2 separate regions of the Mus musculus genome follow, and region 2 is linked to region 1. The links are chromatin contacts, called in public HiCAR-type maps. All regions are on one chromosome and are shown on one strand. The core of a region is the stretch at or near the end of the contact, and the rest is flanking DNA. Distances in the headings are between cores, read along the strand shown. Region 1 overlaps Igfbp2 (insulin-like growth factor binding protein 2). Region 2 overlaps 6030407O03Rik (RIKEN cDNA 6030407O03 gene).

Region 1 (7,578 bases), core at 2,457-4,956:
GACAAACAGTTTAAAGTAACAAAGTCAGAGGAGATGTCTGTGAATCTAAGGCAGGGGACTGGGCCTTTGAGCAAAGCTCTAGGAAGATTTAGGTTCCCTTTACAGTGGCAGAAACCACGCAGAGAGAGTCAAGTTTGGTGGGAAATAATACTCCTTAAGTCTGGAGGAAGAAGAAAACATGTGACCTCAGAAACTCGAACTTTTTAATTTATTTATTGAGGTTATAAATCATTTCTCCCTTTCTTCTCATCCATTAAAGCCTTTCTACATACCATGACCACCCTTGCTGCTTGCTCTCTTTCAAATTTTAAAAAAATTGTGATATACATATGTATCATATATATATATATCATATATCTATGTATATATGCACACAGAGATATGTACATTCTTTTTTGTTTGTTTTTTGTTTTTCGAGACAGGGTTTCTCTGTGTAGCCCTGGCTGTCCTGCAACTCACTCTGTAGACCAGGCTGGCCTCGAACTCAGAAATCGGATTTCTGCCTCCCAAGTGCTGGGATTAAAGGCATGCACCACTGTGTCCGGCGATATATGTACATTCTTAAATATATAAGTATAACCTGCTCAGACTATAATGTTCCTGGTATGTATGTTTTCAGGGCTGACCGTTTGGTTTTGGATCACCGATAAGTGAATTTTCCCTGGGGAAGATTGATTGTTTCTTTTGCTCTCGGCATTCCTTGGTTGCCTGTGGGTTTTGGTCCAGGTTTGGAACCTCGTGAGTTTTTCTCCTTGCATGCCAGCCCAGATGTAGAGTTTTACTTAAATTGTATATGTATATTCATATACCTACTCCTGTGTGTTACTGGTATTTTGAAGTAGATAGTTAAATAGTGCGATCCCTCATGCCTTTTCCAACACACCCTTACCCTTATTTTGCCCACCTTCATCTGCTTTCATCTCTGTCCCTCCCTAATCAGAGACTCCCATTTCCCCCATCTCCCCTTCGTATCAGCTGTATCCTGCCGTTCCCTTTCTATTGCTCATCTCCTCCCATAGTGGTCCCTTTTGATGAAGATACTTAATGAAGGTTGCTTCTTTGTGGAAGCCAAGGTTAGTGTCTTTAAGGGGCTCCATTCTTTGGAGGAGTTGAGGCCACAGACTCGGGGATTTCTGTTGGTTTTAATTACAGTCATTGATCTCATATGTATGCCAGTCAGAGGTCAGCTTGCGGGAGTCCTCATATGAGTTCCTTTCCTGGTGCTGTGGTAAAACACCACCCAGACAGACCAGAGTCCTCATGACAGCGAAGAGGCGAGCAGGGCAGCTGAGTTGCAAGCTGAGAATTACACTCGGAGCTACAAACATGAAGCAGAGAACCTTGGAATGAAGCAGAGTCTTTACTCTCAAAGTTCCACCCCCAATAACATTTTTCTTTAAGAAAGCCAGGACTCCTCAAAAGCATCACCAACCAGGGAGGAAGCATTCAAAGCCAGAGGCCAGAGAAACAGTTGAATTTCCAGGATGTTTTATCCAGCCATGCCTTTCATGTCAGAGTCAAGTGCCTTTGCACCCTTGGTGGCCACACCACTTCAAAAGCCCTCCTAGAAGAGATGTGTGATTTTTTTTTCCCCCACTTTTTATTTTTTCCTACCTGCTGTTTATCATTTATTTTTGTTCTTGTGAAATCCCAAGTTAGGTAATCGCTTGGATCTCTCCCCTTGCTTGTTTTTGGGGACACAGAGCAGCTGTCTTCTTACTACCCCTTGGACATTTCTACCTCGGCATCAGCTGGAATCCGGTACCACCGATGATCTGCGCTGCACCATGGTACACTTGATGTCCTGTTCTCTGGGCTGAGTCGTCGTCTTTTCTTTATTTTTGCCTTTCTTGAGTCATTGACTGTCTGTCTGCCACTGTTAGCTGGGCCTTTCCCTGACTCAACTCCAGTTCTGCAGGTCACAGAGAGATGTTGGGGGTCCCACGTAGAGACCTGTTGATGGACAAACCATACTGACAACATTGCATCAGCCCCTGAAAGTGGTCTTGATGCCTGCCGTGTCACTGTGTGTCTGTAACGCTCTAGGGCTCTCCAAGTTTATTTATACTCTGTTTGATAAGATAGATGAGGGGAGGATTGTAGTTGTCTTAGGGTTACACCGTGACCAAAAAGCAACTTGGGAAGCAAAGGGATATACCAAAAAGATGGATCTATGAGTCACTCAGTCCACTGAGGGGAACCAAGGCAGGAACTCAAAATAGGGCAGGAACCTGGAGGCAGGAGCTGATGCAGAGGCTATGGAGGGGTGCTGCTTACAGGCTTAGACCTCATGGTTTGCTCAGCCTGCTTTCTTACAGAACCCAGAATCACTAGCCTCGAGGTAATCTCCACTCACAGTGGGCAGGCCCCTCCTAAATCAATCACTAATTAAGAAAATGCCTTACAGGCCTACATACAGGCTCATCTTATGGAGGCATTTTCTCAACTGACTCTTTCTTAGATAACTCTAACTTGTGTTGGGTGGATATAAAACTAGGCAGCACAAGGTGAAGTATTTTATATATATTTATTTTTGCAGTGCTGGAGATGGATTCAGGACCTTGTATATGCTATGCGAGCCCTTTACCACAGAGCTACATACACCCCTGGCCCAGAGAAATGACTTTTTTTTTTTAAAGAAAAGTCTAGAAATAGTAAGAAGCAAAAATATCAGTCTACTACCCAGAACTGTGGATGCTTATTATTTTGTCTACTAGCGTAGTATTTAAATAGTACATTTTTTTTTAATCTAAAGAGAATTGCACACATGATGAATGGATAGTTTCAAAGTTTTGCATGTATGCAGATGTGTGTATGATGGATGATCAATATTGTTCAAGTTCTCTGAAGTAAACTGGAAAATCTTGCCCCATTGGTTCACACCTTTAATCCCAGCACTTGGGAGGCAGAGGCAGGTGGATCTCTTGAGTTTGAGACCAGCCTGGCTTACAGATTGTGTTTCAGGACAACCAGGGCTACACAGAGAAACTCTGTCTTGAAAAACAAAATAGGATACGGAGAGGAGAGGGAGAGACAGAGACAGAGACAGAGACAGAGACAGAGACAGAGACAGAGACAGAGACAGACAGACACACATAGGGACAGGGGCAGGCACAGAAAAATAGTAAATTAGTTTCTCCTGTCCATATTAGATTTTGAATCTGTGTTGACAAACAGGCAAATGCTTGCCTTTATGGCCACTGCTTGTTATCCATTATACCACCCTATTTGTTTTGTGTCTTCGTTTGCCAATTGCAGTACCAACTACAGATAGTTGAAAAGAGATTTTTTTTACACATATACTTTATGTATGTGTAGAATTTGAGGGTTAGATACTTTATTTTGTCCCTGTAGTTTCTGGCCCAACTCCTCACTTGGGCCTCTGGCCACTAAGTCACTTTGCCAGCTTCCTGGATGACGTGAATGAGCTGGGGGAGAAATAAGTAGGACTCATGGGAAGAAGTGAAAACTGATAGTGCTGTTTGCCATCTTGATATCAGTTTCTCTGACTCTTCAAGGACAACTGAGCCTGCAGAATCCCAGAGGACTTGGGCTGAATCTGAGTGTGTTTTTGTTTTCTCAAACTGTCTGCCTCAGCCCTGACCCACGGCAGGTCTTTGCGATTCCAGGAATGAACCTGGTGTTTCTAAAGCAGCCCTTTCTGAGTCCGCACCGGCAGGGAGGCTCCAGAGAGGCTGTGCTCACGTGGGGAGCCTTCGATGAGGCAGCAGTGTAAGGCCATGCTCTAGATATGCCCCTGGGGCCAGGCCAAGGACGCATGTGTGTAAGCATTCATAAGTTTCTCTACAAACCTGAGAGCCAATGGGTATAAAGCCTGAGGCCGGCACTTGGCTGAGAATTTATCTGAGGTTTTCTTGTTCCAATAGAAGAGGTCTCTTTTTCTCTTTACCAAGTGAGTCATTCAGGATAGCCTACAGAAGAACCACAGGAAGATGGAACCCCAGGAATGCCAGTGATTGAGGGCTTTTGTTTAAAATAGGTTCCTTGGTAGCCCAGGCTTGTTGTCTCTGGATCTCCCAGGGCTTGGGTCCAGGGCTATTCTTAGAGACTTCAGATGGTGCTTTGAGTGTAGCTTCATTTGGAAACGGTGACCTAGTCGAACTCCACAACTTACAGATGAGCAGCGCACTCACGTCAAATCCTGCTCAGCACCCAGCCTTCACTCACGGCCCCAGGGGTAGCAAGTTCAGGGTCAGAGCCTTCGTCCTCCTCTGACTTAGAAGCCAGCACTGCTTGCTCATCCATCCACACTAGAACTGAGTCAGGCCTTGGAGTTCAAGGGCCTATGCTGCAAGAATGGAGGGGATTCCTCAGCCAGGCGATTGCTGCCTTGCTTTGGTACAATGCTGTCCTCCTCAGTTTCCCACTTGACTGTGTTTCCTGAGTTCTTTAACGCTCAGTAGGCAGTAGCTACGGGATGGCCCCTGAGGCTGGCGGATCCAGCGATTACGACAAAGCCATTTCCATCTTCAAGCATGGTTCTGAGAGCAGGGCTGTCAGTTGTGGAGAAGCTGGTCTGCTGGACAAGGGGAAATTCTTCTAGAATGTGGCAGTGGTGGTGGCAGTGTCTGAGAGATGCCAGGCGTTATGTGACTGGGTTCTTTTCTGGGAGCAAAGGTGATACAGAATGAGAGGGTAGAAGCTGGGTATGTTAGCAAAGAATAGATGGACCTGCCGACCCAGAGGGGGGTCACTCAGTAAACTGGACTGTGCTCTGGGGCTAACGTATCCCATAACATTACTCCTCTACTCAGTTAAGGAATCAGGCACACCGTACCCCATTTGGAATTCGGTCTGCAGTGATCAGAACTCAGGCACCCCTGTGAACTAACTGTTCTGGATTTCAGAGCCAGAGGCTCCTGCTGCCTTGAACCTATTGGGAAAAAGATGGGGTGAATGCAGGGTTGCTTCAAAAGACTAAGGTCTTTAGGTTAAATATTAACTAAACAAACAAGTAGGACCCTCTTTCTCTCTTCTGACTCCTAGAATGTGCTAGAGTCTAGCTGCCTGCTGTGTAGGCTAGTGTGGTGGTTGTGGTCAGCCATCCAAAGGGAGTGGCTTCAAATTTTCACTAACACAACCTGTTTTCTATGTGTTTTGAGCATTTGCCCCTATATGCTGGGAACCTGTGTGTGTGTGTTCGCGCGTGTGCGTGCGCGCGCGCCCCATCTTTCTTCCTCATCTTCCCTTTTTGCTGCATAAAATGTATTTAGGCAAGTTCCGTCTTCCCAAAAGACCCCTGTTAAGCAGCAGAGAGCTTTGTACTTTAGCTACATGTAGGATTTAAATAACCAGCCTAGACATGTAGTTCCATGGTAGAGCATGCAGTCAGTGGGTGCAAGGTCCAGGACTATACCCAGAAGCACAAAAGAAAAACAAAACATCATCTATTTTGAGCTTCCACTCAAGGGTCTTTAAAAAATATGCATATGTATATATGACTAAACCAGCAGGAGCCTCTTTCTCTCTTCTGTCTCTTACCTCCTACAGCATGTGCTAGATAGATACAGCATGTGTTGAGACAGATAGATAATCAAATTTAAGAAAACAGTTCTGGGTGCAGTCCCAGAGATGCAAAGATGAGAAAAAATGAAACACTCCACACATCAGACTGAGGGGGCTGGAGAGCTGGCCCAGTGGTTAAGAGCACATGTTGCTCTTGCAGAGGACCGAGGTTTGATTCCAAGTGCCCACACGGTGGCTCAAAACGGTCTGTACCTCCAGTTCCAGGGGATCTGAAATCCTCTTCTGGCCTCTACAGATATCGAATGCACATTCTGTATTGATATACATGCAGGCCAAAAAAAAAAATTGATGTACTTAAAAAAATATATCTTTTTTTTCTTTTAAAAATTTTATTAGTTCTTTAGTAGTTTCATATAATTTATTTTAATACTTCTTTTTTTTTAAATTAGGTATTTTCCTCGTTTACATTTTCAATGCTATCCCAAAGGTCCCCCATACCCACCCCCCCAATCCCCTACCCACCCACTCCCCCTTTGTGGCCCTGGCGTTCCCCTGTACTGGGGCATATAAAGTTTGCAAGTCCAATGGGCCTCTCTTTGCAGTGATGGCCGACTAGGCCATCTTTTGATACATATGCAGCTAAAGACAAGAGCTCCCGGGTACTGGTTAGTTCATATTGTTGTTCCACCTATAGGGTTGCAGTTCCCTTTAGCTCCTTGGGTAATTTCTCTAGCTCCTCCATTAGGGGCCGTGTGACCCATCCAATAGCTGACTGTGATCATCCACTTCTGTGAAAAAAAAAATCTTAAAACTCAAAATGGAGAAATATCACAGCAGGGAATATTGAGGAAGAGTGGTCTAGTTAGTTTTTTCCATGTATTTGGTTATTTTGTTATTAAATATTAGCTATTCTTCCTTTTCCCCTTCACAGCAGACAACCTTACATTACACATTCAAGAAACAGATTGTCCATACCTTTTGTATAAAGCTTGGATCTGCCCCGACCCCATGACAGTTTGAATGAGGATAGTAATAAAACAATATCATGTTTAAAAAGCACTCAGAATTCCCACTGTCTAGGCTTAAGAGGTCATAAGAATGCAAGGGTCTGGTAAGACAATGAACTTAGACATTGTTTACAACCAATAGAAGGACAGGGGAAGACCTGTTGGCCTACTAGGAAGATGGGGCTGACTTGGAGGTACTCAGAACAAAGACGGGAGGGATTGCTTTTAGGTTCCTGGGGTTGGTTTTTCTAATAGTGCTTTAGACTTAGCCACAGATCATGGACTTCTTAGCATAGCCCCGGGACCCAGACAGAACATGGCCCTGGAAGAAAGCAGGGCTCTATGGAACTTAGAGATTTTGATTCCCTGAATAAGATCCTTGATGCTACAATCAAAACAGGGTTGCCCGAGAGAAAGATATTAAGTCTAAATTAAGTCTCAAAGCCAATGTAAGAATGCAGGAAGTGGACACGTGGCCCTTTTCTGATGTCAGCCTCCAGCTGGGCTCCCTGGCCAGGTTGGTAAGGGTGTGGGGGTCAAAGGACAGCATGAGGCCGTGGCCAATTGTGAAGCTCCTCTGATGTCAACTGTGTTTGCTCTGTTAGACCCAGATGGACATGGGCCTCAGGTTTGCCAGTTCTAAAGCAGGGCAAGCCACCCGTTCCCTTTAATCTCCGCTGCCGTTTTCACTTCCACTTGTCTAAGTGATGATGTAATACAGCAGGCCAGGGAAGGGACGTCCCCGTGTTCTGCAGACCCTCCATTCAGGGCTCCGATTGCACTGCCTACCTCTTTTCCTTTTGGAAAAGCTTTACCTTATGTATATTAATATAATTGTGAAATCCCGTGCTTCCGTGTTGATCCTTAAACTGCTACGCTGGGGAAAACGGCTAACGCTTATCAATCCGTGGGGCGGAGTCTTAAGGTCCCTTAAGGGGCCTTGCAAGTCCCTACTGGTTACCTCCAAGTCTGAAGCCTTTTCTACCTGAATCTTGGGAGGTGATTAAGAAATGTTTCCTGAAGTGACCTCTGTACAGAGCCTGCTTAGCCTCACGTCTACGTAGTTGCTTAACAGATACTATCC
Region 2 (6,968 bases), core at 4,380-6,879, 800 kb after region 1:
TTCCTTTCATTCCCATCTTTCTCCCCATCTACAATCTAGTAGTCATCATTATTAAAACCTCACACCAGAAATAGGTCACAGACCTATTTCACAGCATTCCTTTGATGGGTTAATTCATGGCTACCCTTTAAAATCTAAATTAAAAGAAAGTCACCTTTAATGAAGAGCAAAGTCTATCTGCCATTCAACATGGAGGAACCTATGACATATATATAAGGATTCCATCTCCCCTTACACAAATCTACCAGGAGAGGAGTGGTCATAACAGGAAGACATGGCAAAGCTCCAGAAGAAGCCAAAGAGCCAGCCTAACTGTCCGCCAACTCTTGACAATGAAACACACATTCATTCTGTTAGAAACAAGAATTTGGGGAAGATAGCTGAGTGGATAAAGTGCATGCTATACAAGTGTGGAACCCTGAGTCAGATTCCCTAGTATACACATAAAAGCCAAGCAAGGAAAAGGTGTGTCAGAAATCCCAACACTAGGGAGATAGATACAGTGGATCTCACTGGAGCTTGCTAGTCAGCCAGCCTAGCTGAATTACCATATGTCCCAGGTTCAGTGAGAGATCCTGTCTCAAAATATAAGGTGAGGGAAAGACCCTTCACACTGGCTTCTAGACTTCTCCAAACACTAGAATACACACACACACACACACACACACACACACACACACACACACAAAGAGAGAGAGAGAGAGACAAAGAGAGACAGAGATGCAACAGAGAAACAGCACCATGCGATATTTCTCTGTGATCTCGGACTGTCAGCTGAGTTGCGGCAAGGGAGCCAGCCACAACACACCACATTAGTTGCTTCTCTTGCAGCTCTGATCAGACACATGACAGAAGCAAATTAGGGGAGGAAGCATTTACTCTGGCTCACTGTTTTGGCCCATTGTGTCAGGGAAGGCACCATGTGCTCAGGCAGTGGAAATGTTCAGTAGAGGCTCCTCACAGCTTGGTAGGCTGGGAAAAGACAGCTCAGCTTAGACTGGAACCAGTTGATCTAACCCTTAAGGCGTATTCCAATAGCCCAGGAACTGGAAGTTGGTCTAGCCTTTAAAGCCTACTCCAGCAACCCACTTTTGCTACCTAGGCCACTGTTCCACAGCATCTCTATACAACATCATCAGTTGGGGACTGGATATTGAGACACCTAAGTCTGTGGATAGTTCACATTCAAACCATACCAGATACCATGACTGTGGTGTAGTCCCTCTGCAAAGCCATTGTCTGTCAGGGAAGAAGGGAAAGATAATGACCATCCCCTCCCCAAGCTTCCACTGCCCCTTAGTCCCATGTATGCCTCAGTGAAGGCATAAGGAGGGACAGAATCCAGCTGGCACGTCCAGTCGGTCACCACAATGTGACTATTGGAATGGCCAGCCACAGGTTCTCAGCAGCGGTCGAGACTTCCGGTGACCACTGATTACCTGTGTCCGATATTCAGCTGGACTACAGCTCATGGCTGTGGTCAGAAATGATTCCTGCCAGCTTAGCATCTGCGTGGAAAAGAACACTGTGCCCCATCCACCTCCCTTTACCCTGCTGGGGCAAACGTGAAAGGTCTGTGACAAGACAGAAAGGCAAGCAGTCCCCAGAGTCCATGGTTAGAGGAACACTCCTACCAAGTCACACTGGCTATTTGGAGAGTGGAAATTCAGCTTTGTGTTGAAACACTGAGATTAGATGTCTATCTGTGCTGACCCCTAATGACTCTGGCCATGACTATTAGGATGGTATTATACTTGGTTGTTCCCTGGGACAGTCTCGAAGCCTGCAAGTCATGATGGAGGCCTGCAACTTTCTAGTTTAAATTTTAATGAATTAATTAATTATTCACTATGTGTATATGTATGTGTCTAGGTGTGGTTTGGCGGTTTCATGCATGTGAGTGTGTACATGGTGGCCAGAAGAGGGCATGGGAAATCCCAGCCCTAGAATTAGAGACAAGTTGGGAGTGGCCTAAGGAAAGCGTGAGGAACTAAACTCAGACCCTCTGCAAAAGCACTCTTAACCACCGAGCTTTTCCTCCAGTCCTTACCTTCCTAGTCTTGCACAGCCTCCACAAGTTCGTTCTTGGGTATTTATGGTATATACATATATGCGCACGGGTACGTGTACTCGCATGAGTGTGTGTGCATAGGTCCAAGGCAAATATTAGATATCTTTCTTTATTGCTCATGACCTTATTTATTGAGCTAGGGTTTCTCACTGAGCCTAGAGCTCATGAATTGACGAGCCTAGCTGGCCACTGAGCCTCTAGAAGCCTCTTGTTTCCACCCACTAGCATTGGAAGTACAGGTGATGACCCTAACACCTAGATCTTTAAGTGGGGAACTATCGTTTGAAACCCAGAGTCTCAGGCTTGCAGTACAAGTGCTCTACCCACTAAGGCATCTTTCCAGCCCATCTCCACCACATTTGCCCTCATGAGAGCTCAGATAATTAACTAATCCTAAAAGACATCTCTGAATTGTACCTCTTGTTCCCCTCCCTACTCTAAGGTACACAGGTCTTCCCAATACCTATCTGCCAAAATTCTGCACCAACTGCAAAGATCCAGGTAGTTTTATGGACACTGGGATATAATGGAGTTTGGCTTTATTCTCTATCCCCAAGATACAACAAAGTGAATATTTAATTTGATAGAAAACATAGTGCCCAGAAGCTGAGCTAGCTGGGTACTGACAGCTATCAGTGGTAACTAGCTCAGCTCCGTAAGATTTGCTTTAGGTGAGAATTATTTTCCTGTGTTTTCTTACTGGTAAGGTGGTGAATAACCAGAGAACCTCTAGGTCATGCAAGCAGGAGCAGCAGAACCTTCTCAGCTTCCTGACTCCATAGGTCCTATAACCTTTTCCTTATACAGGTATTCCAATAGTCCTTCCCAGATAAGCCATGATGAGACTCTCAGAGGGTCCCTTGGTGGTCAGCTTTGGTCAGTAAATAAAGACCTTCTCATTGGTCACAAGTCTACTGATTAGAATGACAGGACAGAATGTGTTTGCCAAGGAAACATATAGCAAATATTTATTGCTTTGTGTTTGTTTTATCTGTGTGTACATGTTTGTGCATATTCTCTCTCTTCTTCTCTTCCCTCTCCTCTCCTCTCCTCTCCTCTTCCCTCCCCTCCCCTCCCCTCCCCCATCCTCCTCCCCTCCCCCTCCCCCTCCCCCTCCTCCTCCTCCTCCTCCTCCTCCTCCTCCTCCTCTCTCTCTCTCTCTCTTTCTCTCTCTTTCTCTCTCTCTCCCTCTCGCACAGGCTATCCCTCACTCTCCAGAATGTTCAGAAAGTACTTAAACTTACAAGCTAAGTATGCCTGCCATCAACAGCGCTGTCTACCAGAAGGGAAGGATCCGTCCATCACCTCAGACAACGCAAGAAGCCTTTGCCGCTGTTTCCAGAGGCTGAGACCTGTAGGTGAGGGTACAACTCCTGTGAACAGCTCTGACTCGGAGAACAAGATAACGTAGATCACAGTGCTAAAAGGAAAGAAGCACTGGCCGGTAAAGCCCTGGGTCTTGGAAAGGATGCCTATATTTCAAGCTGTGGCTTTGCCAAGGGTTTTCTGTGAGCGAGGCAAAGCTTCAGCAGTTCTGAATTGTCCACTCCTTGGCTGTGAGCCAATCCACACTTCCCAACACCTTCCGAAAGCACCCCTCACTGTTCCCAACTCTGTGAAGGAGGCCATCTCTATCCCACCCCCACCCCCAGCTTCAGCATTTTATTGTGGCAAACACATGGAGAGTTTTGTTAAAAAAAAAAAAAAATCCTAGAAGAAGAAAAGGAGAGACCAAGCTTATTAAACTCCTCCAGCCCCCTTCAGTGTGGATTCTTTTAAGTCAGTGGCTGGATTTCTTTGAGGTCTCAGTACGTGCTGCTGTGCATGGCTGGTTTAGTGGACGGAAAGGGAGGTAAGAAAAGCTCTGCCCTGGGTAAATAAAAAACCCTTTTGTTAATTCCAGAGCCACTGACAAGGCCATGGTCTATGTCAGGCAGCCTACACAGAAGATTCAATTCTTCTGGGACTGAAAACAAGGAACTAGAGAAGCTCTCCCCCCACCACGCTGCATAACTTCGTCCTGTGCCTGCTAAGTTATTCCCCGCTAATGCATCAGCTGTGAGAGCCCTGCGAAACACGCCATGGTTAAAATAAAACTCAAGCCCCAAGCATTGAGTTTTATTTAAAGAGAAAACTGTTAAGTTGTCTAAAAGTTAGTATCCTCCATCCTCCCCCGCCCCCACTCCCCAGAAAATAACCTAAATCGCTCATTCTCTGGCCAGCCCTTCATGTTCTCATATCCTGACCTGTCCAAAGCAGACTCTAATGTGACCAAGGGATGTGCGCAACCCATCTGAGACAGCTTAGAAATGTTGGACAGAAACAGGCCTCGGGTGATACACCAAAAGGCTGGTCCCCAGAATATCTTCCACGTGGTTCTCTCCAGGAAACTTCTACTAGCGCTTGGTAGAAGATCTTTGCATGTTTGGATTTCCAAGGCGTCTTCCCTCCCTCTGTATCTTTGCTGTATCTTCCTCCCGTAGATTTCCCAACCAGACAGTCTAGGGTCAGGTAGGGTCAGGAAGGTTCTAGGTCTGTGTCCACCACAGACAGGTGACTTTTCCTGTCCGAGACTTAGGTTGTTGGGTTGGGTTTTTTTGTTTTGTTTTGTTTTTCCTTTTTCTTTTCTTTCTCCTCATTTATTCAATGTGAGGTGACTGTTAGATACTGGGAGTTAAGCTTGGCCATGTGTCACACAACTAATAGATTCAAGAATAACACCTGGAAGAACAGTATTGAGAAGCCACACCGCTGTTATTTATGTCATCTGCCTTCCCGTGTGTGTCCCTGAACACAACCAGTCCTCAAGGAACACTAGCCACTTGCTGGTAACCTAAAGAGTAAATTGGGTGAATTATTCCTGAGAGCTGTGAATAGAACAGGAACGAATACCAGAGCCTCTGCAAATTCCGATTAAGACCCTACTTTGCAGAAAACCATTCTCTTTCCATTTACTGAGCAGGTGCACATGACCAGCCTGATGCTGAGATCTGCCTCACAGTCTCCTCTGGGAATCACAACTCTGCAGTTTACAGAGCTCTGGGATCCCAGTCACCACAATGCTTTAAGTGCATTGGTTCTGCTGTAAAAATTATGGTAGTGTCCCAATACCCAGGTGTCTTCACAGGACCTCTCAGCTTTGAGCAGACACCTGGTTTGCTATTTTCTAGAAGGCAAAGTCTGTAAACCATCTTTAACTGAGTCCAGAAGACTTGAGTTTAGCTTCAGACTTTTCCCACTGGATGAAGAGTGTCCCGTGGGAGCCTGACCTACTGTCACAAAGCCTTATGGCTTCCCTCTTACAGAGCCCAACTCCCTGATGATTATCCTAGAGTTGGTCTTGCTGTGTCCCTCCTCTGTTATGTCACCGGTATAGGAACTAGACTGAGAGCCACGGAGCTACAGTGCTAAGGCCTACTAAGGAATCTGGGGAGGCAAGCTGTAAGTTGGTCATGGCTTTTGAGCAAGCCCTGGCAAGTGAGAGCCTGCATTCACACTTGTTCTTTCAGGTCTAATAAGCTACACGCTGGCTTTCTTAGCATCCCAGAATAGCATGCTGAGGCCGAGAGGCCAGCCTGTTTGATGTCCTGCTTTGGACATTTGCATGTCAAAGCAAGGAGGCTACTCGATTATGTGTCACGAATTACATTAAGTATCCTGTCTCTCTCTTAACTCAGCCCTGACAATTCCATCCCTGACCTTGACCACTGTGAAATCTCCACTGGGGAGCGGGGTGGGAGTGGGGGTGGACTGCAGGATTAAAATATTCCATTTGTGTTGTGGTTCTAACTGGTCTACCTCGGATTTTAGAGTTCAGTTCTTCCAGCCTCCTCAGAGAGCTTCAGTCTTAAAAATATCAAGGAAGGCAGAAAGAAAAAAGAAAACAAACAAACAAACAAAAAAAAAAACCAAGGAATGATTTAGGAGTCAGACAAGCCTTGATTTGAATGGTGATTTAACTACTTACTAGAGATTCCTTGCCAAGAGTCCTTAACTCTGCAGTTTCCACAGGTAGGAGGTGGAAGTACTATCTTCTGGACAGGATGCTCTGAATGTCGCCAAGAATAGAGCATTAATAAATAAATAAATAAATAAATAAATAAATAAATAAATAACTGTCATTATGGAAGTCTGGTGTTCTCCAAACAACCTTCCAGTTCTTTAGCCCTTCAAAGGCCAAAGCAGCTCGCTGAAACCCATTGCCCCAGATTGACCGACGAAATCCAAACTCAGATTATTTAACTCAGCTCATCCAGGCACACACTTCAGCGTTTATGCTCTTTCTCCAAATCCCCTCCCTCACAAAGACTCTCAAATACCCCCAGGAACTCTTCTTCCATGTGCTTCCCTCACCCCGAAATCCATTCCCTGATCAGTGAGCCCCCAGCCTGCTGGCCTCTGACTCTGTCTCCCCTTGTCTTTCCTTACTCCCCTCTCTGAATGCAGCACTGGCAGTCTGCCCTCCTCCTGTTTCCTTCTGCCCTTCTTCTTGGCAGTTGCCTAAAGTGTCTCTCACCATGAGAATCTCTTCTGGTCCTCTTCAAGATTATAATGCTTACTGCATTGTCACGTTTTGATACTTCTGTCTTTTTTTAGAGAGCTTGTCAATGTTTCTACCCTGCTCGAAAAGTTTTTCAGGGGGCCAGGGATTTTGAGGCACAACAATTTCTTTGAGGAAGTTTTACACTTATTTTAAGAGGATAATTTTTGATGACTTCTTTTTTGACACTGCTGTAGCTTAGGGTACAGAAACATGCCTGTGACACAATAAGTCATTGTAAAGTGATTTCATTCCGTAGGTATGAGAGTGCAGATGCAAAGGAGGATGCCTCCTACGTGGTGTGGGTGTGTGTGTTCCCCTTTTTTATACCTAAACTACTTCCCTTTGAGTTTAAGT

What was found. HiCAR-type assays count read pairs that join an accessible place to other places.
Region 2: a contact with region 1 is called in a HiCAR-type map of astrocytes, with 4 times the contacts expected there. The contact joins two enhancer-like sites. A contact is called at or near these places in 5 of 39 promoter capture datasets (the 3T3-L1 cell line, hematopoietic stem and progenitor cells, hippocampal neurons and 2 more), 5 of 115 datasets of contacts at active chromatin or transcription factors (astrocytes, embryonic stem cells, extraembryonic endoderm stem cells and 2 more) and 3 of 9 other capture datasets (embryonic stem cells, liver and pancreatic islet).

The regions. Positions count from the first base shown.
Region 1 is chr1:72,835,780-72,843,357 of GRCm38.p6, forward strand. All of the region lies in intron 1 of Igfbp2 (insulin-like growth factor binding protein 2), which reads left to right. Among named protein-coding and RNA genes, the nearest start is that of Igfbp2, 15 kb to the left of the region's middle. Within about 2 kb of position 3,707, at least 19 of the 459 cell types and tissues checked have an H3K27ac peak or open chromatin away from gene starts, as enhancers often do. A contact at or near this core is called in astrocytes, where this site is marked.
Region 2 is chr1:73,637,287-73,644,254 of GRCm38.p6, forward strand. All of the region lies in intron 7 of 6030407O03Rik (RIKEN cDNA 6030407O03 gene), which reads right to left. Among named protein-coding and RNA genes, the nearest start is that of C530043A13Rik, 110 kb to the left of the region's middle. Within about 2 kb of position 5,630, at least 31 of the 459 cell types and tissues checked have an H3K27ac peak or open chromatin away from gene starts, as enhancers often do. A contact at or near this core is called in astrocytes, where this site is marked.